Regions from separate parts of the Gadus morhua genome. Here region 1 is linked to region 2. The links are chromatin contacts, called in public Hi-C maps. All regions are on one chromosome and are shown on one strand. Each heading gives the region's core, a stretch centred on a gene start, on an enhancer-like site or on the middle of the called end of the contact. The rest is flanking DNA. Distances are from core to core; before and after follow the strand shown. Region 1 holds the start of il17d (interleukin 17d). Region 2 holds the start of LOC115533165.

Region 1 (4,165 bases), core at 1,635-4,134, 230 kb after region 2:
GAGAGAGACCTCTCTGGTACCTCACTGCTTTATCTCTTACTGTCTCTGGTTCTATATCTCTCACTCTCTTTCACTCTCTCCCTCTCTTACTGTCTCCCTGTACGTCTTGGCTGCTCTGTCTTTTATCTTTTTCTGCACGTATCTCCATTGAGTTCGAAAGGCTTCATTGCCATGGAAATGGAATAACATCTGAAATTGCAAATATAAGTTGTCCAATGAGACTAAATGAAGTGTAAACATTGAGATAGGGTGGTCAGGTTTTTCCTCTCTCCCTATAGTAGTATGATGATGTACTGTAGTACTGCGTGGTTAGATATATAGATGCATATGATCTCACACACGACCAATCAAATGAAGGCTTGATGTATTTGATTCTTTTTTTCCCATGATGCTACAGGAGTGGATGTGAAACCAGGTGAGAGATGCGCTAAATTGATCAGATGGATGATTGATCAAACTCATTGATAACTCGGCTGACTAAACAGATAACTGACTGGGTTTTGTGTTTGCAGGGTACAATATAAATGCATTTCTATATCCCGGCATGAACATAACTCTCTCTCTCTCTCTCCCTCTCTCTCACTTTTCTGTCAATGTTTGCACTAGTCACTGTATTGAAACAGGAGAGTGAGATGGGAGAAAGTAAGATACCCTGAAAGGGAGGGGGAGAGAGAGGGTAATATTGTAGGCCAGAGCGGCTGGTGTGAGATATCTGAGAACACTTTGAGCTCTGCCGACATTTTCCTCCAAAGCCTGTGAAGTCTGTATCGGTGACCTGGAATCGGCCTCTATTTATCACTCCCTTCTCCATCCCTTCATCAATTCTTCATCCCCCCCCCCCCTCCATCCACCCATACCCATCTCTCTGTCCATCAATCCATCCATCCAGGCTCTCTGTGTAGAAATGTAAAAAGATGGAGAGACGGGGTGGGAAATACAGGGAGAGGGGAAAAGAGAGTTTTGGAGATGGAAGGATTGAGGGAGGGAGACGGAGGTGGAGAGATAGATGGTCGTAAAGGGAGGGAGATCTAAGTAGTGAGAGGAAGACAGAGAAAGGGAGAAGGAGACTTAAGGAAGAGAGATGGAGATGGAGGTAGAGAGAGGAAGACGAAGGTAGAGAGGGAGATGTTTGTAGAGAGAGGTTAACAGAGGTAGAAAAAGGTGTGGCGATGAAGTGAGATAGATGTAATATTATCACAGTTCCATGTGCAGCAGAACCCTGAACAGCAGACAGAACCTTTAAATGAGTTACAGCATCCTGTAGACCCCACTAATCTACACTACAGCCATAACAATCCCTCCAATACATCCATTATCAATTCCTATCCCCGATATCCACAGTATCAGCGCTCAGTGTTGTGGAAAGCATCATCAGCTGAATGAGGCAATAAAGCCACGCATCTGTTCAGCATTACACGCACGCACGCACGCACGCACACACACACACACACACACACACACACACACACACACACACACACACACACACACACACACACACACACACACACCCACACACACACACACACACACACACACACACACACACACACACACACTGATAAGAAGTTGTGCTGCTCCTGTTGGGCTGCTGCTTGCTGAGTTTCTTTGGCGACCAGGGGTATTATGGTGTGTCTGGGCTGAAGCTCCGCCCCTAGAACGTCCCCAGGACATACTGAACCCAATGGGTCATTACACACGATACTGATACAGAAAGGACACTGGTTGGTGCAGCTTTAAACACTAACACTAACTCTTCCTGCTGTTCACTCATTATCACTTAATAATAATTGTATCACTCTGTCTGTCCAGACAGTGGAAACAGTAGCCAGGGCAACAGTTCCCGTGGTGACCGTCTGAGCACCAAGCTGAAGTCCCTTCCTGGTTCCAACGAACCCTACGAGTCCAGCGGCCAGAGAGATCTAGGTAGAGGGACTATTGGTCATTAAATGAACAGTAAAGTAATAATAAATGAACAGTAACTAAAAGTAACAGTGAAACAGTGAAGAAAATCGATATACTGGTAACATTACAGTACAATAACAGTTACATAATAGTAGCGCAAATAGAGAACATAATAGTGCCAACAGTGATCACTGATTTGTCTCTCTCTCTCTGTCGCCCCCTGGTGGCTCCAGACGCCTCCTACGTGGACCCGCTGGGCCCTCAGACGGAGAGACCGAAGACGGCCGCTAAGAAGCGGGGGGATGAGAGCGACTTCGCGGACGAAGAGCTAGGAGATGACCTACTACCCGAGTGACGGCGTGTTGTGTGTTCTATTTTTTTATATTTATTATAACGTCTGCTCTCATTCAAAAAAATAAATAAATAGCTAGACTTTATATAACTGATCTGAACCGCCATGTTTGTTGGACGTTTATTTTACAAACACGTTTTGACAAGGCCATTTGTTTATATATAGAGTAGGCTAACTTCTTATATATAGCCCAGACATTATGGACTACTCGCAGAGATTACGTTTCGTTTCCAACTGTTCTTTTTTTGTGCAACAACTCCAGCCTCACTTCCTTCAGACACAGAGCAATTCCTGCAGGACTGTGAGACACACGTGGGTGTTGAGGGGTTCCGCTGTTTGTTTTTCCACCTTATGGCCGTCAGGATTTCCGTCTTCTGGGAATCTGGTGGAACCTCAGCAGAAGGTTTCCAACTTAAATCCAACCAGACTCACGGACGCAGTGGGTCTCTTATAGATATACGCTCTCATCTTTCCATTACCCTTCCTCGTTCGCCCTGACGCACATGTATAGCCCATAAATCTAGAAATATTTTGATTAAACATTTTTTTAAATAATAACCGCTGTATCTCTTGTTTTCCTATTTCTTTCCTATTTATTATTGCTGTGACTAGACGTTTGTTTCCAGCCGAAATCTGAACGGAACATATCCGAGCCTCTCTTGGCTGCTGCATACCTCCACATCTTGTTCCGATGATGGGGAGGAGGAGGGAGCGGGGAAGAGAGGAGGAGGACAGACCGACAGCGGTGCGCGCGGAGCCAAGTCTCTCCGTCTCGTTTGTGGGCTACATCTTCTCTGTCCTCGCTCACGCGACGCCTCGTGGGTTTGTTCTTTATTTAGCGAGGTGCAGTTTCCTTCACGGTCGGGTCTCGAGTGTCGCGGTTACGGTTCGATTTTAGATTCCGTGAGGAAAAGCGTGCGAAAAACCGCTCCGTTGCGCAATTGGACACAAACTTATAGCCTACTTTTCCACATTGGAACTACGGGAATTGTTTAATATCCTATATTTAGTAAAGTTGTAAAGTAGTGTGTGTTGTTGTTGGAGCTCTCCGTCACTCACCGGGGTAGACTACGGTGAACGGACACCGGGTCTCCATGTGGTGGTTGAAACGGCGCGCGACGCTGCTCCGGCTGGGCGTGCTCGTGCTGCTCCTCTACCTGCTCCAGGTCGCGGCGGCGGACGTGACGCGCGCGGGGCGCGTGAAAAAGAAGAAGCCTGTGCTTGTGGCGTCCTCGCGGACCCGCCGGTGTCTGGACCTCCAGGAGGAGATCCTCGAGCAGATGCTCGGTCGCCTATCGGTGGGGGTCCTCCAGGCTTTTCACCAAACACTGCAGATCGCGCCCAGCGAACGGCACAACCTCACCTGCCCCGCGGCCGGCCGCCTACTCCAAAGTGACTCCAAGACCCGCGTGCCGGTCAACCTGCTCAGCCTATCTCCCTGGGCCTACCGGTAGGACTACTAAGATACTTGTTCTGTCATTTATCGGACGCTTTGGTCCTAAGTTACATAGTGAGTTCAGAGACATGTCATCAAGGAGCAGGGTTGACGGATGAGTCGGGTCATTAAGGATCAGCTATGGGTTGCACGGTGCAGAGACGGGTCATTAAGGATCAGCTATGGGTTGGAGAGTGCAGAGACGGGTCATTAAGGATCAGCTATGGGTTGTTGGACAGTGCAGGGACGGGTCATTAAGGATCAGCTATGGGTTGGACAGTGGAGAGACGGGTCATTAAGGAGCAGCTATTTCTTGGAGGACAGTGGAGACACTGGCCATTAGGAGTAGGTACAGGGGTTAGGCCTTATACTTATATGTCTAGGAAGCATTAGGAATTCCACACAGTCGGCAAGATTTTGGCACTGACACCGATATGAGCATTGCAATGTATATGGATTTGGCGGAAAATGTA
Region 2 (4,346 bases), core at 486-2,985:
ACCACCAGGAAATGAAGATGTGGGACCCACAGTGGGACAGGGAACAGAAAGACGCTCTACGGTATTACTGGAGGATGCGGTCGGCATCCTCGCCTCGTACCATTTAGTGTTTTAGCAGTCGCTTCCATATTTGTAAGTGAAAACCGAGACATGTCGTCGAGGAGCAGGTCAGAGTTTGGGGTATCTTGTGCAGGGATGCCAACAGATAGAATGGGCATTGTTTATCAAACTCAGAACCATTTGTCTGGGAGTCAGACACCCCAATCACTACACCACCCATATTCTGCCCCTCATTCCCCTCACTATTATCTTAGTGCAGTTAAGATTCTGGCTATCCTACTAGCCCCAACGCATTTGAGAAAACACTCCCATTGCTGAAACTCAACACATGGTTCGACATAGCCGATCCGGCTAGGGACTGACGGTCTGGACGAGGATACATTAATAAATCATGGAGATGGCTGAGGAGTAGTTCAGTTAGTGTGGTTTACCTGTACATCTGTCTCATGGGCTCGGGAAAGACGGTGGCAAAGCTGAAGTGTGTTCCTTTTTTCCGAGCCTCAGGAAACACCTCCTTCACCAAGCTTGTCAGTTCCTTCAGAGTAGCGTCCATCCTGGGAGCATGAATGCCATGTTAATTACTTCATATAACCTGTTCTGTTTATGCAGAGATTATAGTATGTGATAATGTGTCATTTGGAACCTGCTCGGGTACCGCTGGTTGGGAACGATTTAGGCTACGTGAGAAGGTTCCAGAGGCTACTCCCGAAGATTTATATTTTATTTTCTTAAACCCAAATAAAAAAACAACGAAGACATATTAACTCATGTACTAAAATATATTGTATTGTATGGGGTACATAATGGGAAAAGTGTGGGAGACTACTAGGAGAAAGACATTTAGCCCTTTCCCGGATAAATAAATGATGCTCCGACGAATGGGTCTTTTGGTGGTCTTACCAGGTGTATATCTGCAGCTCGCTAGCCGGGACGTTTCCGCGGGTGAACTCGTCCATGCGGTGATGTCTCCCATTGTTTGTGGTGAACACCCTCAGCAGGAGAGGACATGTCTGTTGGACATCAAGGAACAAACACCATGGAAGTATTATGACGAGAAAATAAACACAAGTAGTCGTGTATGATTTCATATTCTTTAATGGACGATTTCTAATGTCTGTCTTTACGGCAAACATTGATCTTGGTAAACACATCGTCCACTATTGGGGTTTCCAAATAGATGATCAGGAGGACCTTAAAGTAACACAAACAGGCATGAATGCATGAAGTAGGCTTTACTAAATGCATGCCCTATAATATGATAGATAGAAAGAATAGATGGGTGTTCAGTGTGGTGTGCTTGTTAGAACCGCACACGGAATTCAAACAATCGCAGACGTGCAGGAAAACTGACCTTTTCTCTGTCGATGGGCTTCTCCGGCTCTTTCTTTATCTCCTCTTGGGTGACTCTTGACTCCACGGCCATGGTATTTTTCGGCTGCGGTTATTGTTCTCGTGTTACGGCGAAGAGAAAAGTTTTATCAAACGTAAGGCACTACTACTGTACTGCACAATTTTGTGTGTCGGCGCCTAATGATGACGTGTAATCAAACAGGTCCAATCTAGGTACCATCCGCATGGACCTCGTCCAATCGCGTTGTCCAACTACATCGTTGGAGCTGAACTGACCAATGACTGCGCATTTGCGCTCGGAAGACCACCCCCTCTCGCCAGCCACCATTTTGGGAGTCAAAACACCTACCGACCACGTCTCACACACACATACACTCCATGGGCACCACACACACGCATCCGCACGCCTTTTCCCCGCCACGCTATGGTGCACACGTGTGTGGTGTCTGGTTGTAGGAACAGACGAACCCCGGGGACCGCCTTATCGTTTTACCGGTTCCCCCGGGACCCGGAGAGGAAGCAGCGCTGGGTCGACGCGGTGAACCGGCAGGGATGGCAGCCGAACGACGGCAGTCGTCTCTGTAGTAGTCACTTCATCTCCGGTATGGCGGCGCGGGTGGGGGGTGGGCTTGTCAATGAAACGGCAGATAGTCTGGGGTAAGATGGAGTAGCCTGTTTCTTTCTTTAGGGAGAAATTCGAGGTTAAGAAAAATCTTTTGTACTGCAAAATCTTTTTGATTATCCCTAACTTTATCCATCGGAAGAACAGTATAAAGTACATGCTTTTTTGGTCTTTGCAGCCCAAACGTTGTGTTCTCATCTTGTCTATTTATTCTGTGGTCCAGGAAAGCAGGTGAAGAACCCTCGTTCCCCAGACTACGTTCCCTCCCTCTTCTCTCCTCCGGCCCCCGACATGAGGGAACCAGCGGACATGAAGGAACCAGAAGATTTGGAGCTCCGGGACAAACAGCAAGCCCAGGTGGAGGCCGCCAATGCCCTGCTCTTCCTGCAGGGCCAGGGCCGCGACCCAATCCAGACCCAGACCCCTAAAGAAGACCGCCCTGGACCCGAGACCCCCTCGTCGCCCCCCAGTGCCGAAGATGGCGACAGTGAGGAGGCGCGGGACGCTAACTTTGCGAGGGGTAGCAAGAGAGGACGGGTGGCCGTGAAGGAGGAGGAGTCGGTGGGTCTGGAGGAGGCGCTCGGTGCGCTGCAGAACGAGAACCAGTCCCTTAGGGAGGCGCTGGAGAAGATGTCCCTGTCGGAGAGCTCCCTGAGGAACGACCCGGAGAAGGTTCGCTTCTACACGGGCCTGCCCAACTACTACGTCCTGGAGACGGTCATGTGGCTGCTGGCGCCGCACATGGACGACACCACCAAGACCTCGCCCAAGAACCCCATGCGTCTCTCCAAGTTCCAGCAGCTGCTGCTCACCCTGGTGCGGCTGCGGCTGGACCTCCGCCACCAGGACCTGGCGTACCGCTTCGGCGTGCGCCTCGGCACGGTGACCAGGGCGGTGCGCCGCGCGGTGGACGTCATGTCGTCCACGCTGGTGCCCACCGCTGTCTTCTGGCCCTCCAGGGCCGAGCTGCGCAAGAACTTGCCCGCCGCGGTGCGCGCCGCGCACCCCGACTGCGCTGTCATCATCGACTTCTTCACGGTGTCCCTCGAGCGGCCTCCGACCGACCCCCCCCACGGGGACCGACCGGGGAGGGCGGGGCCGGGCGGGAACACTCTCAAGTACCTGATCGGCGTGGCGCCGCAGGGCGTGGTCACCTTTGTCTCCGGGGGCGTGGCCGGCGACGTCGGCGACAAGACCCTGGTGGAAGGGTGCGGCTTCCTCTGCAAGCTCCTCCCAGGCGACGTGGTGCTGGCCAGTCACGGCCTGGACATCGGCGAGTCGGTGGCGGCCCGGGGGGCGTCGTTCAAGATTGCCGGGGGCGGATCAGAGCGAGGGAGCGCCCACTCTCTGCTGGGACACGTGGAGAAGGTCATCGCCATGGTGAGGCGGCGCTACGCCGTGCTGACGGGGCCCGTGGAGAGCTGCTTCGCCTCCGACCGCTCCGCCTTCGACAAGGTGGTGCAGGTGGCGTGCGCCCTGAACAACCTGTGCATCTCCGCCGCACCACTCGAGTGACAGCGGTCAGGACGAGGGCACCTCTCTCCTCATGGCCCATCGCTGCCTGTAATTGGTCACCTATACGCAATTTCCCTTTTAGTTTTGTATGCCGGGCCCTTTAGTGCCGTTTGGAGTATATTTGAGACCAAAAGCCCCCCCCCCCCCCACCCCCCCCCCCAGAAATAGTGAGACAGACAGAACCATGGGACCAGGGTGTGACATTATCTGAGTAATCGTGATTGGTTCAGTTGATGGTCAATAGTACCGAGCGGTTAAACCCTTTCCCTCAGTTAGGACTAGGGTTTGTGGAAGCCAAACACTTAAATACACCACAGATTCATGGGGTGGTAGACTGACAAGACGTTATGAATGAGCAATCAAAACATGGGTGCAATGTTCATGTCTTTGAATGAAGGCACACAGTTTTACCTAGACAACACTCTGTTAATATTAACACGTGCACGAAGTAGTATGCAACTGCAAATTATGCACACATGGTAAATACACATGCACGCAACTTCAGGTGCTGTGACCAGGGGGAAAATTATAGGATGTTGGTACTCCTAGCATTTCAACCCAACCCACAGATGGGTACTTTATTCATTTTTGTGGAATATTAGGGCATTTTTTGAATGTTCCAATGAAGGTCATTATTTGTCTATCCTTTGTGTCCTACATAGGGCTTGTATTTGTGACATGTACAGTATGTTTGTCAGTATAACTTGTCAATATGCATTGACACCCAGTGGTTAATATGGGAACTGCAGTCCAAATTCACACTATTTGGAGAGAGTTGTCTCCACCCGACCAAACTCTG

What was found. Hi-C and Micro-C count contacts between places; a contact is called where the count stands out from the background.
Region 1: a Hi-C map of blood shows a contact between it and region 2, with 11 times the contacts expected there. The contact joins the promoter of il17d here to the promoter of LOC115533165 in region 2. A contact is called at or near these places in 2 of 6 Hi-C or Micro-C datasets (blood and gill).

The regions. Positions count from the first base shown.
Region 1 is chr20:7,861,606-7,865,770 of gadMor3.0, forward strand. il17d (interleukin 17d) reads left to right here and starts at 2,885. Exons shown (of 2, transcript XM_030343790.1): 1 at 2,885-3,707. The coding sequence starts at 3,352. It overlaps ift88 (intraflagellar transport 88 homolog), which reads left to right. Exons shown (of 24, transcript XM_030343789.1): 23 at 1,813-1,926; 24 at 2,139-2,815. The coding sequence ends at 2,260.
Region 2 is chr20:7,637,710-7,642,055 of gadMor3.0, forward strand. It overlaps LOC115533165, which reads left to right and starts at 1,736. Exons shown (of 2, transcript XM_030343493.1): 1 at 1,736-2,012; 2 at 2,256-4,346. The coding sequence starts at 1,835. The coding sequence ends at 3,547. sap18 (Sin3A-associated protein) reads right to left here and starts at 1,759. Exons shown (of 4, transcript XM_030343497.1): 1 at 1,412-1,759; 2 at 961-1,070; 3 at 492-614. The coding sequence starts at 1,483.